Regions from separate parts of the Mus musculus genome. Here regions 1, 3, 4, 5, 6 and 7 are each linked to region 2. The links are chromatin contacts, called in public ChIA-PET, HiChIP or PLAC-seq and promoter capture Hi-C maps. All regions are on one chromosome and are shown on one strand. The core of a region is the stretch at or near the end of the contact, and the rest is flanking DNA. Distances in the headings are between cores, read along the strand shown. Region 1 holds the start of Kctd5 (potassium channel tetramerisation domain containing 5). Region 2 holds the start of Pkd1 (polycystin 1, transient receptor poteintial channel interacting). Region 3 holds the start of Amdhd2 (amidohydrolase domain containing 2). Region 4 holds the start of Pdpk1 (3-phosphoinositide dependent protein kinase 1). Region 5 holds the start of Jpt2 (Jupiter microtubule associated homolog 2). Region 6 holds the start of Tbc1d24 (TBC1 domain family, member 24). Region 7 holds the start of Ccnf (cyclin F).

Region 1 (3,139 bases), core at 378-2,877, 480 kb after region 2:
GAGTTTTACTAAAAGTACAGCTGTGAGTGTTCTTGCTCCACACCTCAGGTCTTGGTTCAGGACAGCACAGTGGCTAGGCTTTGTCATTGCCAAGGATGGGTATCCCCACTGATGCTTATGTAAACCTTCTTGTGCGCTGCAGTGCTGCACGGAACTGTAGTGCCCACCCAAATCAGATAGTAGCTTTATCTGTGTTGGGTGGGGCCTGCTGGTTCAATTTGGAAACATGCAGCAGAGATTTTCTGTGTTACTTGACTGTCAGAGCTTAGGGCTGGAGATGTGTAGAAATCAGTTTCCTGCCCTCCTCTGCCTCAAGGCTTCTCCCCATTGTTCTATAGACCTGGGGTGTTCATCTGAGACTTGGGAGGCCACAGCAACTCTGAATATGGTGAAGATACTCCTATACACGTTTCTATTTGTTTTAATGCAAAACCCAACATAAACTGGTGCTGATGCCAGTGGGTGTAGCACCTCGTGGGTAGAAGGTAAGACAAGGGCCCTGACATTGAACAGGGCTGGAACCACTCTCAGAACCTCTGAAGATACCTAGCTTCTGGCCTAACACTTCAGGGTTATAAGTCAGAATGTGGAAAAATGGCCTGCAATGTGAGGGAAGCTGTTTCTGTCAAAAGCACTTTTGCAGCAGTAAGCAAATGAATTAACCAATATGAATACCTGAAAATTCCCTGTAACTCATTTCTTCCATATGAAGAATCCAAACTGAACAAAAGTTTTTACAAATAGCAAAATTTTCCCTCCCCATGTAGTCCACCCTAGTTTAATCATCTGGGTTAATGACTACAAGTAGGTCATTGTGCAGGTTAAAGCCACGACCATAGTGTGATTGGACATGTGCAAATTAAAAACTGTTACAGTATTTAGAGCTGCTGCGGCTGGTCCATTAGCCACGTACAGTAGGATGAATTGCTGTCATTCAGGTTGGTGGCAGTCAGTTAGAACATGTGTAATATTCTCTACCTGTTCTGTAGCTGTAACTGTGATGTACAGGCAAAGGAAAAATTAAAAATACTTATGAAAACAGATAATGCAATGATACTGGGATATACACTTTTGTATTTTTATTCTTATATAAGGTTATTTGCTGGCTATTGTCGGCCTCTAGTTCAGTCTGTGTTATTTAAATTCTAATATATGAATTATTTGGATTGAATTCATGTTTGGGGCCACGTTGTTGTATGTATTGATGTACAGCCTTGAGTGTGAATAATTATTGTAAACTATATTTTACAACTTTTTTCCTGGCTTTATTATATAAATTTTCTATTTGGTCATGGTTTAATCATATAATTTAATGAAACAACTTTTCTTTTTTTTGTTTTTTTCAAATATCTGTGCTTTAGATGTAATTACCGGATGATGGATTTCCCTCGTATGCTCGGTAGTCTTGTAATAAAAGCATGTAGAGTGTACACTTTGTTTGCCATGGAGCCTCTTTGAGTAGGGGCGGAGCTTGAGCCGAGGATGCTCGTGAGAACCCGAGACTTGCTCCGGCCGGAAGTGGTAATCTCCGGCCTGCTTTTCGAGCCGGAACTTCCGCCTTGCACATGAGCCCTGGGCGGGCACTTTATTGGGGCGTACCTATGGGCGGGACAACTCAGGGGGGCTGTATTAAAGAACGGACGCTTCCGGCGAAGGGCCGCTGTGGCGGGGCTTGTTAGGATCATGGCGGAGAATCACTGCGAGCTGCTGCCGCCGGCTCCGAGCGGCCTCGGGGCGGGGCTGGGGGGCGGCCTGTGCCGCCGCTGCAGCGCTGGGATGGGCGCCCTGGCTCAGCGCCCCGGTGGCGTGTCCAAGTGGGTCCGGCTCAACGTCGGCGGCACCTACTTCCTCACCACCCGGCAGACGCTGTGCCGGGACCCGAAGTCTTTCCTGTACCGCTTGTGCCAGGCGGACCCCGACCTAGATTCGGACAAGGTGAGGGCCTCGCGGGTCAGCAGGGGTCTGGCCGCCCTAGTCGCCACTCGCGACACACACCTCTTCACAATGAGGGCGCCCGGCGGAGCGGGCCGGAGGGAGGATGGCACTCTGGTACCCACCTGCCTCGGCCCTTTGGTTTAACAGTGCCTCTTTCTTCTTTCATGCTCTTCGGTCGAGAAGGACCCAAGCTTTGCTGTGGCCCTACTTTCTTCTCCCCAGATTCTTTTGCCCAGGGTGTGTGACCACCACCGCCCAACTATTTGCTGGCTTTGGAACCTGAGAACCCTTTGCATTCATCTGGTCTTTTCACATTCCAGACGTCTAAATTAACGTAGGCCATGGGGGTTGACACAGTGACTACCCTTTTTCCAGTGATTTGCAGAGTTTGTGCTTTATCCTTCTCATTCATAAGGACAGGCACGGCATCTCTTAGAAGGTACCACCTGAGTAGAAATGTTCAAAGGTGTCAGTTTAATTCTAATAAATGAATTATTTGTATTGAATTCATGTTCGGGGCCAGGTGTCAAAAAATCTTAGGGTTGTGAAAGAGACCAGGTAGAGAATCTTTTTCCATCTCCTTTTCAGACTTCATTTCCCCACCGCCTTTGAAAAGGGTAGGGATTTCCAGCTTAGTTTGTGGTTTGTCTATCTTTAATTTAATTAAACGCTAATACTGTTAATACCTGTGGTAATAGAAAGTATTTCAATTATTATCATTACAAAAGTTGTGTGTCGTACTGCATACTGAAAAATTAGTATTGTGCAGGATTGAAACTTAGGAACAAATCGTTCACTCCCCTTTCCCCCTAGGCAGTTTATTAGCCTTGTACTAACTGAGTTTTCTGGTTCAGCCTACATGATGGTGCTTGATTTTGTGCCTTGCCAGCCTGAAAGTGACTACTCAGGAGGTTTTCCAGAAAGATCGAGCCCATTGCACTTTAAACGGCCTAACAGAGCACCTTCTCAGTGAGGGAGGCCTGGCATTATGACCAGGAAATGAACTCTTGAGTTACTGCAAAATAATCAAGAAGTTAGAGTTTGAGATACTACTATGGTAGTTCTTCATATCCTTCCTCCCAGCTGTTACCATTACTGAGTTGACCAAATCTCTTCACTCTTAGAGGATTGCCTTCTAGAAAATGGCAGAAGTCTGACAGATAGAAATAGGCTTTTGTCAGTGCTGTTTCCTTTTTATAGTGAG
Region 2 (2,888 bases), core at 211-2,710:
CCTCTTAACATTTTTGATCCAACCCTGGTTGCCAACACTGCAAAGGTCCAAACCTAAGCTATGATGTCTAGGCTGTGATACCTTGAAAATACATCGCATCTCCAAGCTTCTTTCCTCACCTGTAAAACAGAGGTCTGGCTCTACGCCAGAGAACTGGACTAAGAATTAAGTGTGATAATCTATAAAAAGAGACTAGTTAAGCCTGGTTCAAGATGTTGATCTCTCAGTGAGATTTGCCTGTTACTTTCAGAAGGCAAAACTGCCGAAATGGCAAATGTTTTAACCCCTCCTGGCAATTTCCCCTCCCTAAGTACCACTAGAGGCCCACATCCATCACACCCTCTACTCCCTAACACTTCTCCAGCAGTCACTATGTGTGGCCAACCTCAGGCCAGGCCGCTGGACCAACCTTTTGTCCCTTAAACATAGTCAATTCTTACACATCCATAAAATTCTTGTCGAGACTCTTCCCCTAGAGGCCAGCTCTGAGCCCCAACAGAAATCTCCAACCCCAGGATACACCTCAATTAGTCTCTAATTAACGTTTATTCCGCAACCTCCTACCACGCCCCACGCACTGTTGTAGCTCCTGTTTGAGGAGCCCCGCAACGTAAAACGTCAGTCTTCGTAGGAACTGGGATTTTTGGCTACTCTTCTGGGTCACGCCGGCTGAGGTCCAAGGTTTTCCTTATTTAGTCGGGCCGACATCCCTGCTGGAGCCTCGCCCTAGGAGCGGCCAGGCCCCGCTGCGTCTTGCGGCCCGAGCTCAGGACCGCGCCCACGCTCTGCGGCCGACAGCCCGGCAAAGCTCCAGAAGGGCTCTATCTACCTCAGCCCTGCTCCCGCCGGACCCAGTCATGATGCTCTAGCCAGGCCGCCCGCCGCCATGGCAACCGCCTGCCCGCCTGCACTGCCTCGGCGCAGCTACTCACAGCGCGGTGGCGTCAGCCGGGATGCGCAGACTCGGCCCTAGCGTCTGCAGCCAGCGGCCGGAGCAATTGACGCGGCAGGCGGCGTCGGGCGCAGGGCCGCAAAAGCAGGGGAGCGGGCAAGGCCCGCAGCCGCGCCCAGGGTCTCCGGCCAGCGCTCCGAGCCACAGGCCCAGGCCTAGGGCCAGCGCCAGGAGAGCAGGCGCGCCGAGCGGCATCGTCAGCGCAGCCCGCGCATGGCCCCGGTTCCCCGAGGCCCCTTGCGCCGGCAGCCGCAGTTCAGGAGGGGCCCGCGGACCTCATGGTGCGGCACGGGGCTGAATGCCGCGGCGGCCGTGGCCCGTCTGCGGTGCGACAGCTGCTCAGCGCTCTGGGGCAGGCCGCACCTCAGGGCCTTGGCCGCCTGCTCGCGCATTCGCGCTGCACTGCAGACCCAGCGCCAGCTCCTCCTCCTCCCCCACCTCCGGCGTGGGGCGGGGCGCCCTCAGACTCCGCCCCTGCGCTTCCAAGTTGGCTGTAGGTGGGACTGGATGAAGAGAAGGCCTTCACAGGCTCCGCCCTCTTCATTGCAGATCCTGCAGTAGGCGGGGCCTGAAGGAAGGGCGCCCTCAGAGGCTCCGCCCAGTGAGCGTGAGCCTTGGTGGGCGGGGTCTCACGGGAGGGGAGTCCTCCGGAGGCCCCGCCTTCTGCACCGCTGGGTCTGCTGCAGACCAGGCTTGAAGGTGGAGGAAGCTCCGCCCCCTCTGCTGCGGCGTTTCGAGCCCCGAGTCAGGCTGCGGTTTGAGCAGCTGCCCGCTTAGGCTGTCCCCTACCCACAACGGCTGGAGAGCTTATGGCTATTCACCCTGCTTTCCCGAGTTCCCCCTTGAAGTCCTCTGGCTGTTGAGGCCTTCTTGGAGTCAGTAGGTTTCTTCGCTCCTAGCCTTCTGCAATCAACAGTCACAATATTAAAAACACTAGTAGGTGCAGAAGAGAGGGCTCAGCACTGGGTGGTGGTGGCAAAGACTTTAATCCCAATACTCGGGTGGCAGAGGCAGGTGGATCTCTGAGTTCAGAGCCCAGCTTGGTCTACAGAGTGAGTTCCAGGACAGCTAGGGATATACCGAGAAACCCTGTGGAGGTGGGGGGTCGGTTAGCGGATAAAGGAAGCCTAATCAGCTGAGTCCTCTCCCGAAATCCACGTACACAAATCCAACTTATACAAAGTTGTCCTCTGGCCGCAACACCCTGGCCATAGCATGCGCTCTACACTGATAATAAATTAAAAAAACAAAACAAAACAAAAAACCCTGCGACCTACAGTTTCTGGGTGCCAGCTGTGCGAGCTTCCACTTCGCAAGTCTTCTCTGACCCTGGAGAGTACCGCCGACCTGAGTCAATAAATACTTGCTGCGTCATATCATGGACCTCTGCCAGAGCATGCTGCAGAGGCTCAGAAGTGATGCATGAGATTGAGCTCACCTGGAGTGGGTGCAGTTTAGCGCCGTGCCCTCCACCACTCCGCGCAGACCACCCTGCGGAGGTGCTGGGGAGACGCTGTACCACCCGCCCACCCGCCAAGCAGCTCCATCTCAGGCTTCAGTCTCCAGGTACTGTAGATCCTTGTGCGCAGGAGCTAAAGACAAAATTAAATTGAGAGAAAAGACTCCAACCATAGCACCGGGGAGTAATCCTTGAAAAAAATGTTTAGACGTCCAAATACCAAGAACTACACAGGAAATATTCAAAAAGGGAAAGAAAAATTAAATTAAAAAGGGAGAGAAAAGTCCACAAAGACAGGAAGTTGATGAGTGCCTTGAGACTGGAGGAAAGGGGTGGGACGTTCTTTGGGGCCAATAAGCATGTTTGTTCCGTAATTAGACGAGTGAATGAACAGCCTTATTAAATATATTGAAACGCACAGAAGCCGGGTGAGGTGGCACACGCCTTTAATCCCAGTACTCAGGAGGCAGGGGCAGG
Region 3 (3,096 bases), core at 27-2,526, 390 kb after region 2:
GCTAGTGGGAAGAGAAGTGGCTGCTGCTCTTGCTTGGCTGCCCGCCTCAGTTCTTGTAATGGGTGGGAACCTGGGGAGCAGAATGGAAAAAGCTGCTCTGGGCTCACTTACTCTCTCCTCCCACAGCCATGGGAGCCGCCTATGGCACAGCCAAGAGTGGCACTGGCATCGCAGCCATGTCAGTCATGAGGCCAGAGCTGATCATGAAGTCCATCATCCCAGTGGTTATGGCTGGGATCATCGCCATCTACGGCCTGGTGGTGGCAGTACTTATCGCTAACTCCCTGACTGATGGCATCACCCTCTACAGGTGAGTGCTGGGCCTTTCCTCCCAGGTGAAGTGCTTCATTGTCCTGTGGACAGGCAGATTGCTGACAACCTGTGTCTCTTCTCTCCCCAGGAGTTTTCTTCAACTGGGTGCTGGCCTGAGTGTGGGGCTGAGTGGCCTGGCTGCTGGCTTTGCCATTGGCATCGTCGGAGATGCTGGTGTTCGGGGCACTGCCCAGCAGCCTCGACTGTTCGTGGGCATGATCCTGATCCTCATCTTTGCGGAGGTGCTTGGCCTCTACGGTCTCATCGTGGCCCTAATCCTCTCCACAAAGTAGTCCTTTTCCACCATCAGTCACAGGATAGGATGTAAAGATCACCCCTCCTCATTCCAGAACGAACAGCCTGACACATGCACGGGCAGCTGCCCCTCAGTAGTTGGTCTTGTAAATGTGCAGTGTCCTAGTGCCCATTGTCTGTCGCCCCCGCCTTGCCCCTACTGCACCGTGCTGTGGACATACGGGCCCACTCATCTCCCACCCAGGCCCCTGACCAGTGACGAAGTCAGCCTCTGGTTACCCCACCCATCGCCCTAGAGTGCTCCTGTGTATAAGAATGAACTAGAGTTGTCATTTTTCTCTTCACTGGATGTTTATTTATAAAAGATTTGACCTATTCATGCGTCTGTGGAGCAGCTCCTGTCTCCCAACTATATAGTAATCATTAGTAGACTGTTGCCTTGTGGGGTTCCTGTTGCTGAGACTCCTTGGATGGAGCCACCCTTCCCCCTGCCCTGAACAGCCAGGGTGGAGGATAGAGTGCTACTGCTCCTCAGAGCTGGCTCCCAGCTGTGTCCAATAAAAGTTCTCGGATGTGACTGGCTTGTGTTCTGGCGCTTCTGTGGGCGGGCCTGGCAGGGTTTGTCATCATGTGGTCGCCACCACGTGAGCACCGCGGCCACGTGACAGCCCCTTCAGCTGAGAGTCACGTGATGCGACCTGGCCCCGCTTCCGATTACGGCTGCTCCGGGCTCTGCCGGCTTGCGCCCAAAGCTTGCTGGGTTCGGCGCGACTCACGATGCGTAGCGGGCAGTGCGCAGCGGGGGCCCCGGTGCTCCAGTTCACCAACTGCCGCATCCTGCGTGGCGGCACGCTCCTCAGGTCTGGGCTGCATGGTGCAGGCTTAGGCTGGGTATAGAGCTGATGATACGCCAGTGCGGGGTGCAGAGATGGGGATAGTGTAGGGCATAAGCCCTGAAAGGGGCAGGAATGTGGAGGGCGGGACTATCGTGGGTGTGTGGCCGGGACCAAGAAGAATAGTGGGTGCAGGGACAAGCTGGGTGCGAGATAGAACTAGGGTTTGGTTCCAGGGCCTGGTGGTGATCCAAGTGCCTACTACTCTGCCCTCAGGGAGGATCTGTGGGTGCGCGGGGGCCGAATCCTGGACCCAGAAAAGCTGTTTTTTGAGGAGAGGCGTGTGGCTGATGAGCAGCGGGACTGCGGAGGCCGCATCCTGGCGCCTGGCTTTATCGATGTGCAGATCAACGGTGCGGCCTGGCTCGGGCCAGGGAACCCAGGGCAGGAGCTCCGAGCACTGTGCTACCCCCCTTGTTTTCTGTGGCCACAGGTGGATTTGGTGTTGACTTCTCCAAGGCTACGGAGGACGTGGGTTCGGGGGTCGCCCTAGTGGCCCGGAGGCTCCTGTCCCACGGTGTCACCTCCTTCTGTCCCACCCTGGTCACCTCCCCACCAGAGGTTTATCACAAGGTGAGATGAGGCCGTTCTACCCCTGAGCAAAGGGGCCCTCAGGAAAGGACCACTTCCTTCACCCGAATCTGGGCTTCCTGGACTTGGGTCCGAGGGGGATCCGCCTCACTTTCAGTTGGGTTCTGCCTGGTCTCTGCAACTGCCAGTGCGGTTGTCCTCACGTTTCCTGCCCCGGTTCTCATCTGCCACGCCCTCCCAACGCCCTGTAGGCAGCCTCTGGGTCTCCTGAACTAAGGTCGCCTGGAATTCTGCCACAGCCATTGTCTCTTGTCTAGCTCTTCCTCCCTAACCTGCTTATGCTGTGTGACTCACATGAAAAAGCCTTTCAGAAAGAGCTGCTGTTGCTGTGGACTGGCTTCTGTCCTCACCCTTCCACCTTCTATCTTAGCAGGAGGTCTGTTGTCTTGTTCCAAATTTCATGTAAGGTTCTCCCACAGTTTTCCCGGTTTTTGTTTGTTTGTTTGTTTTTTCGAGACAGGGTTTCTCTGTATAGACCTTGCTGTCCTGGAACTCACTTTGTAGACCAGGCTGGCCTCAAACTCAGAAATCTGCCTGCCTCTGCCTCCCGAGTGCTGGGATTAAAGGCGTGTGCCACCACGCCAGGCTAGTTTTCCCAGTTTTAAGGAAGCTTGTTTAGGTTGCTGTCTTCATGTGTTCTCTGCGGGTTTATCCCTTAGACCTGAACTCTTGCTTTAAAAACGTGGTATTCTCTTATGCAACACAGTTGACGAATTTAGTAAATGAATGCTGTTATCCATACTCGAATGGATTTTCTCTGTTCCTGTTGTCAATCGCCGCAGCCAGTTTTTCTTCCAGGACAGGATCAGGGAGTGTGTGGTTGCCCGTGGCTTCCTTTCTGGTTGTGTAGACACAGAAGCAGAGGAGGGAACTGTGGGTATTGAGTGTGGGCTGTGCCCTGGGCTGCATAGGCGTCACTCTGGCCCCTTGACTTGCCACCCTTGGAAGACTCAAGACAACCTTACTTCTGAGTCTCAGTTTCATTAAATGGAGAGTGAGAACAGTCAGTGGGTGGTTGACAATGTCAAGCATTCCTTGAATGTCA
Region 4 (2,899 bases), core at 235-2,734, 410 kb after region 2:
GCACAGCAGTGGTGAGACCCTCGGTGCCAGGCCACATCAGGGTCAGAGTCAGCATTTCTCAGCATTGCTCCTCTTACATTCCCAAGGTTCCCTAAGCCTTATTTGGAGGGGGACTCATATAGATGCTCCCTTTTATTTATCTTGTGTTTGTTTGTTTTGCAAGACAGAGTTTCTCTGTGTAGCCCTGCCTCTGCCTCCTGAGTGCTGAGATCAAAGGAATAAGCCACTATGACCTGGTTCTAGATGCCCCATTTAAGGCTGAATACTCACAGTAATTTTCAGCACTTTAAATTATTTTACACAAATGACAAATATCTGGAAAGGGTGGTGAATACCTATACCCAAGCACTAGGAAATCTAAGGCAGAAAGATCATGAATTCAAGACAAGCCCAGTCTACATAGTGATGTCCAGGCTAGCCAGGGTTACATACTGAGACACTGTCTCAAAAACACCACAAAAAACAAAGGGCGCAAGGGCTATGGGTGTAATTTAGAAACATTTAATTTTGAGATGATCTAGCATGTGTGAGGTCTTGAGTTAATTCCCAACACTGAAAAAAAAATGGGGAAGGTCTGTAGAGATGGCTCAGTATGATGCCTGCTATGCAGGCAAGTCCTCAGCACTCCTGTAAAAGAAAGCTGGAGATGGTGGGGGTGTGTCTGTACCTTCACCCCTGGGAAAACAGAGACAGGGGGACCACTGCATCTCACTGGCCAGCCAGCCAGCCAAGAGGGATCAGCAAGTTCCAGGTAGCGACTGGTATAGGAAGACATCTGACAAACCCACAAAGTGGACACACACATACACTGTACACACAGCGCAAAAAGTTTACAAAAATTGTATGCGTTTCACCATAATTTAAAAAAACATCTACAGCGGTTGTCATAATGACAACTAAAGGAGGATGTGGCATACCTGTCATTTCAGCAGCTGGGAGGCTGAGACAGGATTGCCGCAAGTAGGAGGCCAGTCTGTTCTCGATAGTGAGATCCTGCTGGGAAAGGAAAAAAAAAAAAAAAGCAAGCTCACAAAGACGTCCATCAAAATATTGGCAAAAACAGGTTCATCAGGAGTGACAGGACGGCTTGTTTTCTGCTTCAAATCATAGCCCAATTTCTCTCCCAGATTACTCGTGACCTGTGAATCAGATTCAAGTTGTCCTGGCAGTAGGTTCGAGCTCAGCCTTGCTGCTGCCCCAGGCGTGACCTTGGCCCGCTGGCTACGGAGCCTCAGTTTACCTGACAGGGAACGCGGATGACAGCTCGGCGCTCCGGCCCCGGCCCCTCCCCGTCACTTCTGATTGGCTCGCTCAGCCTCCCTCGACAAGCGCGCCGGGCCCCAACCCGGAAATACGGCTCTTGGTCGGGGGCGGGGCCCTCACGGCCCGCCGCCAATGACAGCTATACTGACCAATGGGCGAGAGGAGCGGCGGCTACGTCGCGGAAGTCCTGCTTAGCGTCGCGCGGGGGCGGGGTGGCGCTGGGGGCGGCAGGCGGCGGGGCGGGCGCAGGATGAGGGCGGCCATTGCTGGGGCTCCGCCGCGGGGAGGAGGACGCTGAGGAGGCGCCGAGCAGCGCAACGCTGCGGGGGAGGCGCCCGCGCCGACTTGGGGCTCATGGCCAGGACCACCAGCCAGCTGGTGAGCGCGCGGCTGCTGTAGGGCGCACCGGTCCGTTACCCGGGAGCGTGGCGGTCGCCTGGGTTCTGCTGGGCGAGGCGGGGCGGCCCGGTGTCGCGGGCCGGGCGGCGCCTCACCTGCGGCTGGGTGGCGGGCAAGACTGTTGGCACCGGCCGAGGGTTCCTCTCGGCTGCGGCAGGGAATGCGGGCCCCGGCTCGGGCTGTCGGCGGCAGCCGGGGGCGCTGACAGGGCACGGAGGGCGGGGGAGGCCGGGAGGTGTCACCCGGTCGGGCGGGGTGGAAGTGCCTGGAAAGTTTGTTTTCGGCTCTGTGCAGCCTGGAGCCGAGCCTCTGGGCTTACCTTGAGGTCCTGCCCGAGGAGGAGCATTCTCCATCCTTTACCTGGAGGAGGTTCCTGGGAAGCAGGAGATGTGAGTTCCTGCTTGTAGCACCTGATGCTGGAGGCTCCTTTCCAGATTCTTGGTCAGCGGGGCATTTCGGTCCTCCTCTTGCCTGCAGTTCTACGCTCAGTGAGGTGGGAAGCCCTGGGAGGCCGGGCTTAGAGGCCCCAGCGAGGGCAGCCTAAGTTTGACAGGGAGGAGGGGTTGGGGGGGGCGGGCGGAAGGACGAGGACGACAAAACCAACCACTTGTTGGGTGAAATGTTTGTTTTCTCTGTGTTGTTAAATAAGTATCCATAGTTGTATTTTCTGGTAAGTTTTAGAGTTCTTAGATCAGCGTGTCTGCCTTGTATGAGATATGAAGTGGCTGATGAGAAGATGTCAGACGCCGAGCAAGATTTGGTTCAAAAGGCAAACCTCCTTGGGCTAGGGCTGTGGTTCAGTGGTAATCTGCTTGCTTCACATGTTCAGGGCTCTTGGGTTCGATCCTCACTCCAGCTTTCAGGGAGTGGGGCGGGATGGGAAGAGGGTTGTTGGTCTCTTTATTCGAGGGGACTGAAGAAACTCACTTGGTTCAGTATGGTCTAGGATGTGTCTGTGGTAGTGGTTTTTGGAGGGTCATGAGCCCCTTTAAGAATCAAAGTATGGGCTCCTTTTGAGAAGCATACACAGTTGCACGGAATTTTGTTGCTACCAGAGGCTCAAGAGCCTTCTGCATCTCATCCATGGACTTGAAGTTATAACCCTCTACTGTGAGATGGATGGTAATTAATCCAAATTCTAAAAGGAGGAGGACCTATCCAGCTGAGAAAAATGGTGAAAGGCAAAAAAGGGTGTTGCAACACTTGTGTCTTTACCCCGGGGTGCTTGGGCTAGCAC
Region 5 (3,048 bases), core at 513-3,012, 410 kb before region 2:
GAAGGTTCTTCACCAGCCATACTGGTTTGCTCATCATCGCCACATTAAAGGACAAATGGTGGCATTTGTAGCAGAGAATCAGTGGATACAACGTCTCCCAGCGTAAGCAAATATCCATGCATAAAACCTGAAAACTGCTAAAGGTTAGAGTTTTTTAAAAAACAAAACAAAAACAGCAAGGCAGGCTCCTGGGTTCTACATCTTCCTTCTCTTCCTTCCATCAGTTTGGATGGTTGGCGTTCACTCGGGCTTCCTCTCCTCATTGGAACTTAGTGTGACTTACATGCGGTCATTCTTTGAGAAAATCTTTTGTTAATATTAATGTTTCTTAGACATGTTGATTCATCTTTTTAAAAGATGGGGAACCTGTATCTTTGGTGCTTGGCATGGATTGTGTCCTAGAGAAGATGCTCAGGCGAGCTGAAGTCCATAGATCCTGTCGGGCATAGTACTTGCTCAGGGAGTGGGACTTTGGGACATTTCATCTGTTGGTCAACCTTTTTTCCTACCCTCCTCTTCTTTTTCATTCCTTGTGATAGCCTCTGCTAGGGGAGGTGTCATTCAGTTCAATAGCATTTTTAACCAAACCATATTATTAGAAATGGTCAAAATAAGTTTAGAAGGAAATTGTTTTATGTACTTTAAAAACAAATCTCCCAGATGCATTCATGAGGAAATACCGTACTTTGTCTTAATTTAAAAAAAAAAAAAAAACACTTTAAAAAAGGAAAGAAACCCACAGTATACCTTTCCCAGAGGCTAGCCTGGTGTGGTCAGTCCAGTTTTGGAAGCACTGCCCCAGCCAGACCCTTATTCTTTCGTAAGATCACTGGCTGGAGGGGTGCCCCCAGCAGGCAGAGCTCAGTGCTGTTTGCTTTGATAATCGTTAAGCCATATCATCTGAGGTTTCCGGCTTGAGATGTGAATTTGTTTTATAGACTATAAATATACAGTGTATGTATAAAGCAGAATGCCTGTCCTTCTGATTATTTTTTGTACCATATTGTAAATTACATTATTTATTCTTTACCAATTTTTTGGGAATAAAAGGTGTTTTGGTTATTTAATAAACAAGAACTGTTAAAACTTCGGCTAAAATTTCCAGTTCGGCTTGTAAATGTTTTTATTGTGCATAAATACATACTAATACTTCATCTAATGTCTGTCTTTTGTGCCTGCTTTCAAAGCCAGTATGCTTAGGGTATTCCAACAGGCACAGTGTAATGAGATGAGCTCTAAGGCCTGGAGGTGCCCTGGAGGTGAGGGTGAGCAAACAGGTAGGCATCAGAGATTCAGCGATTGAGTGACCGCTGAATGCGGAATTCATTACAGAATTCGCTGCTTCTGTTATGGGTATGTTGTGCGCTTCCATGAACCTTTCCTCCCGAAGGTGCTGTAACCCCAAAGAAGCCTTCCGCTACCACCGGCCAGAAACTTCCTAGTGCCATCCAGCCCGGGATAGGTCGGCCAGAAAATGCGGATTCGCATGCGGAGGCGTGTTGGCTGGGGGTGGGGCGAGCTGTGAACCAATGCCCACGCCTGAGGCCATGAGAGGCGCCCCCTGCAGCCAATCGGCTGTAAGCGCGATGCGGGCCTCCAAGCCTCCCTCTCCTTGGGGGCGGGAGGGAGGAGTGGGGCACGACTCTACGATAGGCTGCAGAGACATGATTGGCGCGAGAGGCGTCCAACTGGCTTGGGCGGGTCAGGGTACCTGCGCGGGACCAAGCGGGAACCGCCGCGCGGCGGCTGTGAAAGCGCGGGGCGGCGGCCGACATGTTCCAGGGCGCGGACAGCCAAGCTGGCAAGTCGGGTTCCAGGTGCGCGGACCGGTGCTGGGGCCCGGGTGGGCGCATAGCCGCAGCCACGTGGCGGGCGGGAGACCCTACAAGTGCGGTGGGTGTGGCGCGGGGCTCCCCTGAGGATACTGTGCGCGCTCTCCCGCAGGGCCTTGCAGGAAGGCTGTGGGGTTAGAGCGGAGTGGAGACCGGGCGGCGGGATTAAGACACGTGGCTCTCCTGAAGTGCTTGCTCAGGACAGACGCTAGCCGGGCGCTCCGAGCTGTTTGCCGCTTCCTGAGCCCTTCCCTTGTCCAGTTTGGTTGGTCATGACGACCTTTGAATGTGGCTGAGTAGCGGCAGCGTTCTCAGACCCAACCCACGACCAGGTGTTTGTTGGATGCACTACTGACTGCTACACCCTGGGCGGGGACCTTCCCTACACAGTTTCCTCTAGGCTTTCTGTCTGATCTGCTTTGAGTTGATCAAATGAAACTGGTGTTCGAATGACTTTACGAGCTCCAGGAATTAATTGTTGAATAGGCGTCCATGGAGAGGATTTTAGGAAAAGGAGGAAATCCCCATTTGAGTTGATAAAATGAAACTGGTGTTCGAATGACTTTACGAGCTCCAGGAGTTAATTGTTGAGTAGGCGTCCATGGAGAGGAATTTAGGAAAAGGAGGAAATACCCACTTGATAGCGGGATGAGGGGGAAAGGGGAGCTACCTTAACTGGATAATGAAGCGCAATTGGAAGCCTCAGTCTGGGCCATATTAGATAGAAAGCGTGCTTTGGATGGCAACTTAGGCAGGTTGGAGAAGATAGCAGCACATAGTCCGACTGATTGCTACAAAGCCTGAGTCTGTAAGGTCTGTCTGTACTCCAGGGTTTCCTTTCGTCTAACCCTGTCTTTTGTCTCCTCAGCAGAGGGATTTTCTTGTGCTGGAGATGTTTGAACTGTAAAAGCGTTATGGTATTACTGTCATTCATCCACAAAAATTACTAACCATGAAGAACACGTCACCCCCCACCCGGTCTATTTCTCATGGCTTTGTCCCAGATTTTCTCATTAGTTCCTAGTTCTTATGAAACTCATCATTCCAGGGAGGCCTGGGAGCGCTGACAACCGTCGATATTTTCTTTCTCTCCAGTGCCATAGTTCATTTGAACTCTGGCTTTTCATCTTTGCCTATATCCCTTATATTTTCTCGATAACTTGAGTATTTCTACTGAAACATTTAAAGGGTACTACAAAAGGAAAAAGTAATTGGA
Region 6 (2,817 bases), core at 279-2,778, 340 kb after region 2:
GCTATGTCTTAAGTGTACCTCCCTCTAGTGGGTGACCTCTTCATGTCTCTCCTAAGCCATTTGGACATTCTATGCTTCTCTATACAGACCCCTCCGGCCCTGCCCCACTTAACCTGATCGCTTTTCCACGCCCCCCCCGCAGCGGTGCAGGTGGCAGTGGGTGCACGCGGTGAGGCCCGCGGCTCGTGGACACGCTTTCCGGTAGCGGTGCTTGCTGTGTTCCGCAGCGGCGAGGAACGCGCTCGACGCGGGAGCAGCGCGCTGTGGGTACCAACTCTAGACGCGGCCTGCGGTTGCCCGCGCCTCCTGCCCGGCCGGCGTTACTTGCTGCTGGGAGGTGGGCCGGGGGCTGCAGCTGGGAGCACAGCGGGCCGGGGACAGGGGCTCAGTGCTGCCCGTGGAAGCCTCGTGCTGCCTTGGAGAGACGCCTGGACCCGGCGCCTGCGGAGGCTGCAGAGGAGAGAGCGGCGGGGGCGCTGCGGGACCGCCTGAATCTGCAAGCTGGGCGTGGACTGGGCGGACTCAGCTCTCTTATCACTGGGCGCGGCGCGTTCATCAGAGCACTAGGCTGGAAGTGTCACGTGCATCGCCATCTAATTTCCCCCTACCCCCATCCCCGCTTGAAACCTATTTGGCGATACCCTACCCCCAACTTAGAGGAGTATGATGGCCCCTAAGAGCTATCTGGAGGCTCCTAGGGCAGCTCAGAGGACCCTGATCTTATCCCTCTTGGCTGATACCCGACGTCTCTTAAAGGTGTGAACCCGCCTATTCCCAGGGGATGCTAGGATGATCCCTCTGGGGTTTGAGCACATCCCACGGGCCAATGTGATTCATCAACTCTCTGATGCTGTGATACACTAGAGTTCTCCAACCTCTCCAAAACCACTGTTGCCACCATAATTGCCTGTACACCGCTGCAGGGGCTGTGGCTCAATTGCACAGCCAAGACAGCGACGTCTCTGCCCTCCAGCCGGGAATGTACAAAGAGTATTGTAGGCTCCCCTGTCCAGTGTCATGGATCTTGTCCCCATATCCATTCTGGCCTGCCTCTGCCGGTCACGTGACCGTGTCCCCATCCGCAGCTGCATCACTGCCTGTGTCCCATATCTTTCTTGTTCCGTTGTACCCTTTTCTGGGGTCCATCCAGCTGTCGCTTTCTACCACGACTCCTACCAGTCTTGGCCTCTTGGCTCCATGACACAGGTCCTGCCCCTAGCTAGGAGCCCTACACTCTATCCGCTCAAGACTGGACGTCGAGAAGGGGCAGATCAGGTCCACGTGTGACCGGACCAGAGGCGACTTCCACGGGCAGCCGTCGGAGTTCTAGTCGTCCGTGACTTTGCCTTACACCAGGCGCTAGGGTCCCCACCTCTTTAGGCGAGCCCCCGCCCCTTAGCGCGGGAACCGCTGTTTGGCTAGCGCATGCTCCCGACTTGGCCGCCGCCGGGCGCAAATGCGCATGCTCAGAGCCGGCAGCACTGAGACGCGGGGCACTCGGGGTGGGCAGCCCGCAAGCGCGTGCTTGTGGGGCGGGGCCGCCTACGCGCGTGCGCAGAAAGTCCAGTGCGGTCCAGCGGAGAGCCGAAGGGAGAGGTGCGGTGCGGCGCGCCGAGGTGGGTGCGCGGCGGGGGCGTGGCGGCTGGACGCGGGGTGTGGGGGTGTCACTGCCACGGTGCGCTGACCGGCGGCACGGATGTACTGAGGGAGGGGGGCACGGGTTGTGCTCCGTGTCTTGGTCGCTGCGGGTTAGGGGGCTCCAGAGTCTAATGCTGCGTGCGTGACGTGGGCCCCGGAGTCAGAACCCTTTGGGCAGGCCCGGCTTTCCTCGATCATCCCTGCCTTCTCTGGGCTCTGTGTCGTGGGCAAGAACTGCCTCTGTGTCAACCTTCCCTTGGGGCACTTTCCGTCCCTGCGGAATAGGAAATCCTCTTTCTGTATTCGTTCGAAATTGCAGCAGTGTTCATATACCTTTGCCCTCGGAGACCTGCAACAACCCAGGCCCTTCACTTGCCAAAGATGACACAACTGCCCACCTGAAGCTTAGGGACTTTCCCAGCCTGAGAGCCCTATCCAGCCAGTGTCCCTGACATGCCTTGGTCACCTGTGCCTTAGCTTGGCCCTGTGCTTCAGGAGTTTTGAATAACAGCTGGAGGGCAGAGCTGGCACCACACGGGGTGGGCTGCACATGACAGAAGTCAGTCTGCTGGGTGCTGGCAGCCTGACCACAGATTTTCCTTGACAGACCTGACTCAGTTCAGAAATAGTGCTCTGGCCTTCTTGGATGGGGACTCACTGGGCTAACTTTAAAGGCCAAAGATTGTCTAGCCCAGCCCGGACATATGCAGGCATAGGTTGGCCATTTGGGCGGTTGTGTTGCTGTCTTTCCAAGGTAAATAAAGGATTTTCCTTGTCTCACCATGTTCTGCTGGAAGGTCAGCAAGCTACTCCCAGGCAGTTGGTACAACTGTCCCATGGCATGCGTTGCCATGTCATCTACTTGGGGACAATGACTCCATTCTCATTTTCACACCCCTGTCCCCAATAGGCACCTGTCATTGTTCACTGAATTGTTGTGGAGATGGCTGTATTTGTGTTCTCTCAAGCTCTATCTGATGTCAGTTCTGGGTTGGTGTCAAGACCAACCCAGACGACAAATGGTTAAGAAATTTCAAATATTTGATAGTGACCATTCATATTGAGTGCTATGAGGGCTCTGTGTGCTTCCTTGATGATTAATCCTCACCTAATCTCCCCAGTACTCAGATAAAGACTTAGGGTAGTGACAGCTGTATTTAGAATCTAGTCTGCGTGTGG
Region 7 (3,098 bases), core at 512-3,011, 300 kb after region 2:
TACAACAGGAACACACTTTCTAATAGTGCCACTCCCTGGGCCAAACATATTCAAACGTGACAGAAGTGGTACCTAACTATAAGCCAACAGTCAGGAAGCTGGAGCAGGACAGACCTCACGTTATAGGTCAGCCTGGGCTTCGTGGGGTTTTCTAGTTTGCTTTCTGTTCTAACAAACAACAGGACCAAAAACAATTTATTTGTCTTACACTTCTAGGTCACAACCCATCATTGAAGGAAGTCAGAGCCGGAGCTCAACCAAGGCAGGACCATGGACCAGTGCTGTCTGGCTGATGCTCAGCTAGCTTTCTTATATAGCCTAGACACACCTACCTAGGGATGGCACCACCAGAGGTGGTGAGAGGCTGAACCCTCTCAGTCATCAATCATACCAATCCCTCACAGACATGGCCACAGACCAGTCTGATATGGGCAATCACATAACTGAGTCTCCCTCAGATGACTCTAAGCAGTGTCAGGTTGTTAGCTGAAGGGCATTGGGAGACCCTTTATCAAAACCAACAAAACCCGCCTCCAATAAATAATAGAAACTGAAATTGAGTAGGATACAAAACAAGGTAGAGCAAAAAAAAAAAAAAAGACAACTGATCAACTGATGACTTTGTAACTCTGATTAACCAGGGGACCAGATAGATTGTTATGTATTCTGAAATGTGATGGACAGCGGGTTTGCTCATTGTTAGATTTAGTTTTTTTAATACCTTCCAGAGGCTACCAAAAGCAAATTCTGAAAACAGCACTTCTGTCCCAAGTAACAAAGTACAAAAGGAGGAAGATAAAAAAGTAACAAAGTAGCTGGGTGGTGGTGCCACATGCCTTTAATCACAGCACTCGGGAGGCAGAGGCAGGCGGATTTCTGAGTTCAAGGCCAGCCTGGTCTACAGAGTGAGTTGCAGGTCAGCCAGGGCTACACAGAGAAACCCTGTCTCGAAGAAAAGAAAAAGTAACAAATTGGAAAACAGTATAGTCTTCCGGAAAAGAGACAGTGTGAGGGTTCCCCATGGAGATCAGCAGCAATGGGGAGCAAATCCCAAGTCTTGCTCTAGGGTTCTCTAATATTCTGTGCTGTGAACAGCCATTCCCTATTAACTGTCTCAGACCCACTAGAGGTCTTGCTATCCAGCTTCCAGCACAGGTCAGATACAGTGAGCATGCTGGCTTCGGGGAGGGGATGAAGGCTGACCCAAGCTGTGGGGATAAGCCTGGGCCTATTCCTCGCTCTCCACCCTCAAGAGACCACTTGTCTTTTCTCGACAGATCATCTCATGAGAATACGGAACATGTACTCGAGTGAACACATCGCTCAGCAGACTGTGACTGTGGCTGTGGCTGCCCGGCATCGGAGCCCAGCTTCTGCAATTTCCACATCAGTGTTGGAGTTGGCGCCTCCAAATGCAGTCTCCTCGGCCGGAAGCTCGCGTGGGAGGGACAGGTAGTAAGCCACGACCAACTCCGGACGGTAGGACAAGTCTTGGAGGGAGAAGACCAGCCCTCTCTGCCTCCGGGCGGGCTTTTTAGGATAGCCCGCCGGCGCCAGCTGAACTCCTCCGTCCCCCGCCCAGCGGAGAAGGCGGGTCAACCACGAGCGATAAGCCAATAGACAGCCAGCGTTTGAATTCGCGTCCTGGTGTAGCCAATCACAAATGCCCAGAGCCTGCGGGGCAGGAGAGGCTAGTGATCTGGGGGGCGTAACTCTGTGGTCCTACCAGTAGGAGCTCCCGGCGCGTTTGAAAACGGGGCGGGGGTGGGGCCCGCGCCTGCGTGAGGCGCTCCGTGCACTTGCCCCAGGCGCGGGCGCGCTTGAGAGCGGTCTAAAGCGGCAGTGGAGGGAGCTCGGCGATGGGGAGCGGCGGTGGTGAGTGCTGGCGGGAGCCGGGTAGGCGATAGGTCATACGGAACGGAGGCCGGAGGAGCATGGACTCGGGCCCCTGTGACCCGGGAGTGCGCGTCGCATCCCCCAAAGCACGGGGTAGGCACGTATCCCCGACTGCGAGCCCGCCCGCGCGGTTTAAATGCCCGCCCGGCGCCTATGCCTCTCCTGTTACCCCAGGGCTATTTAGGTTCTCTACTTAGCAAACTACGATTTTACTTATCTGTGAAGTCGTGGGCAATCCACACGATATAGAGCGATCTCAGGCCCTGTCCGGACTCTTGTGGGCGGCTTGATCACCTGAGGGTTGGCTGAGGCCACAGGATCTGCCCCGTGAAAACGTCTCACGACCTGGGGGTGCGATTTCACTTGTTAGAGTGGTTAAACACTTCCAGACATGCTCTAGAGCACACGAGTCAAGAAACTGTTATGATAATATTCTTAGAATGTTTGGGAATTATAGCTCTCTGGGTATACATTTGGCCTTTGCTGTAAATTTGGTTTCCAATAAGACTCAGGTGAAGAGTTTGGGAGTGGACAGTCTCTTAGAGACCTCCTGATGGAAAGCCCGAGGTCAGCCACTTTTGCCTCAGTGTGAGGAGGAAAAATAGGTAGAAAGATAGGCGCATTTATAAGTAGGAAGGCAGGACCTTGGGGGGGGGGGGTAATGTGGGGGCCCTTTGTGAAATAGGGAAAAAAGCCATAGGCGTTGAATGAAGAATGAATTGCTGAAGTAAATATTGGAACAACCCACTGTGGAGGAGAAGAGCTCATCTGAAGAGCATGTCTGGGTCCAGTTGCTGTGTGCCTGAGTTCTCAACATGTGGGCGCGACTCCATTGGGGGGGTCACACGACCTTTTCACAGGAGTTGCAGATCAGACATCCTGCATATCAGATATTTACATTAAGATTCATAACCGTAGCAAAATTACAGTTATGAAGTAGCAATGAAGGTATTTTATGGTTGGGGGTCACTGCAGCATGAGGAACTGAGTGTATTAAAGGGTCCACGGTGCTAGGAAGGGGTGATTTTGCACTGTAAGCTGAGTGTGGAAGACCCCTCTGTTTGGGGACTGGGGAGCTCTCACCATCTGCCAAGCTGAGAGCTGCTCTGGGATGGATCTGGCCTCCATGTTCTACAGAACGGCCTGCTAATTTGAGTTCCCAGTCTATGCTATGCAAGTCCCTTGGTCAACCATATGCTGAT

What was found. Promoter capture Hi-C pulls out the DNA fragments that hold promoters and counts their contacts. ChIA-PET counts read pairs in DNA pulled down with a chosen protein or histone mark. HiChIP or PLAC-seq counts read pairs in DNA pulled down with a chosen protein or histone mark.
Region 1: a contact with region 2 is called in a FOXA1 HiChIP or PLAC-seq map of pancreatic cancer cells. The contact joins the promoter of Kctd5 here to the promoter of Pkd1 in region 2. A contact is called at or near these places in 2 of 115 datasets of contacts at active chromatin or transcription factors (memory CD8 T cells and pancreatic cancer cells).
Region 3: a contact with region 2 is called in an H3K27ac HiChIP or PLAC-seq map of microglia, with 6 times the contacts expected there. The contact joins the promoter of Amdhd2 here to the promoter of Pkd1 in region 2. A contact is called at or near these places in 9 of 39 promoter capture datasets (the 3T3-L1 cell line, 3T3-L1-derived adipocytes, the C10 cell line and 6 more), 1 of 484 Hi-C or Micro-C datasets (embryonic stem cells) and 7 of 115 datasets of contacts at active chromatin or transcription factors (the SCID.adh cell line, bone marrow-derived dendritic cells, effector CD8 T cells and 4 more).
Region 4: an HNF4G HiChIP or PLAC-seq map of pancreatic cancer cells shows a contact between it and region 2. The contact joins the promoter of Pdpk1 here to the promoter of Pkd1 in region 2. A contact is called at or near these places in 11 of 39 promoter capture datasets (the 3T3-L1 cell line, 3T3-L1-derived adipocytes, the C10 cell line and 7 more), 3 of 115 datasets of contacts at active chromatin or transcription factors (embryonic stem cells and pancreatic cancer cells) and 1 of 9 other capture datasets (pancreatic islet).
Region 5: a contact with region 2 is called in an RNA polymerase II ChIA-PET map of memory CD8 T cells, with 19 read pairs. The contact joins the promoter of Jpt2 here to the promoter of Pkd1 in region 2. A contact is called at or near these places in 1 of 39 promoter capture datasets (pre-B cells) and 1 of 115 datasets of contacts at active chromatin or transcription factors (memory CD8 T cells).
Region 6: a promoter capture Hi-C map of fetal liver shows a contact between it and region 2, with 2.8 times the contacts expected there. The contact joins the promoter of Tbc1d24 here to the promoter of Pkd1 in region 2. A contact is called at or near these places in 6 of 39 promoter capture datasets (cranial neural crest, fetal liver, frontonasal cranial neural crest and 3 more), 1 of 115 datasets of contacts at active chromatin or transcription factors (craniofacial prominence) and 1 of 9 other capture datasets (adipose tissue).
Region 7: a contact with region 2 is called in an RNA polymerase II ChIA-PET map of memory CD8 T cells, with 102 read pairs. The contact joins the promoter of Ccnf here to the promoter of Pkd1 in region 2. A contact is called at or near these places in 1 of 15 datasets of contacts at CTCF or cohesin (the NIH/3T3 cell line), 1 of 484 Hi-C or Micro-C datasets (CD4 T cells), 2 of 115 datasets of contacts at active chromatin or transcription factors (embryonic stem cells and memory CD8 T cells) and 1 of 9 other capture datasets (liver).

Annotation. Positions count from the first base shown.
Region 1 is chr17:24,071,973-24,075,111 of GRCm38.p6, reverse strand. It overlaps Kctd5 (potassium channel tetramerisation domain containing 5), which reads left to right and starts at 1,627. Exons shown (of 6, transcript NM_027008.2): 1 at 1,627-1,935. The coding sequence starts at 1,684. It overlaps Pdpk1 (3-phosphoinositide dependent protein kinase 1), which reads left to right. Exons shown (of 14, transcript NM_011062.4): 14 at 1-1,432.
Region 2 is chr17:24,548,522-24,551,409 of GRCm38.p6, reverse strand. Pkd1 (polycystin 1, transient receptor poteintial channel interacting) reads right to left here and starts at 1,460. Exons shown (of 46, transcript NM_013630.2): 1 at 933-1,460. The coding sequence starts at 1,147. LOC115488769 (a long non-coding RNA gene) reads right to left here and starts at 926. Exons shown (of 2, transcript XR_003952238.1): 1 at 1-926.
Region 3 is chr17:24,161,913-24,165,008 of GRCm38.p6, reverse strand. It overlaps Amdhd2 (amidohydrolase domain containing 2), which reads left to right and starts at 1,276. Exons shown (of 11, transcript NM_172935.4): 1 at 1,276-1,427; 2 at 1,677-1,813; 3 at 1,894-2,033. The coding sequence starts at 1,345. It overlaps Atp6v0c (ATPase, H+ transporting, lysosomal V0 subunit C), which reads left to right. Exons shown (of 3, transcript NM_009729.4): 2 at 127-310; 3 at 401-1,144. The coding sequence ends at 605.
Region 4 is chr17:24,140,179-24,143,077 of GRCm38.p6, reverse strand. It overlaps Pdpk1 (3-phosphoinositide dependent protein kinase 1), which reads left to right and starts at 1,484. Exons shown (of 14, transcript NM_011062.4): 1 at 1,484-1,641. The coding sequence starts at 1,618. It overlaps Gm33409 (a long non-coding RNA gene), which reads right to left and starts at 1,515. Exons shown (of 2, transcript XR_876671.3): 1 at 918-1,515; 2 at 480-627.
Region 5 is chr17:24,959,337-24,962,384 of GRCm38.p6, reverse strand. It overlaps Jpt2 (Jupiter microtubule associated homolog 2), which reads left to right and starts at 1,762. Exons shown (of 5, transcript NM_198937.2): 1 at 1,762-1,817. The coding sequence starts at 1,774. Cramp1l (cramped chromatin regulator homolog 1) reads left to right here. Exons shown (of 21, transcript NM_020608.3): 21 at 1-1,159.
Region 6 is chr17:24,204,273-24,207,089 of GRCm38.p6, reverse strand. Tbc1d24 (TBC1 domain family, member 24) reads left to right here and starts at 1,528. Exons shown (of 8, transcript NM_173186.4): 1 at 1,528-1,616. It overlaps Ntn3 (netrin 3), which reads left to right. Exons shown (of 6, transcript NM_010947.3): 6 at 143-2,817. The coding sequence ends at 492.
Region 7 is chr17:24,250,072-24,253,169 of GRCm38.p6, reverse strand. Ccnf (cyclin F) reads left to right here and starts at 1,761. Exons shown (of 17, transcript NM_007634.4): 1 at 1,761-1,875. The coding sequence starts at 1,860.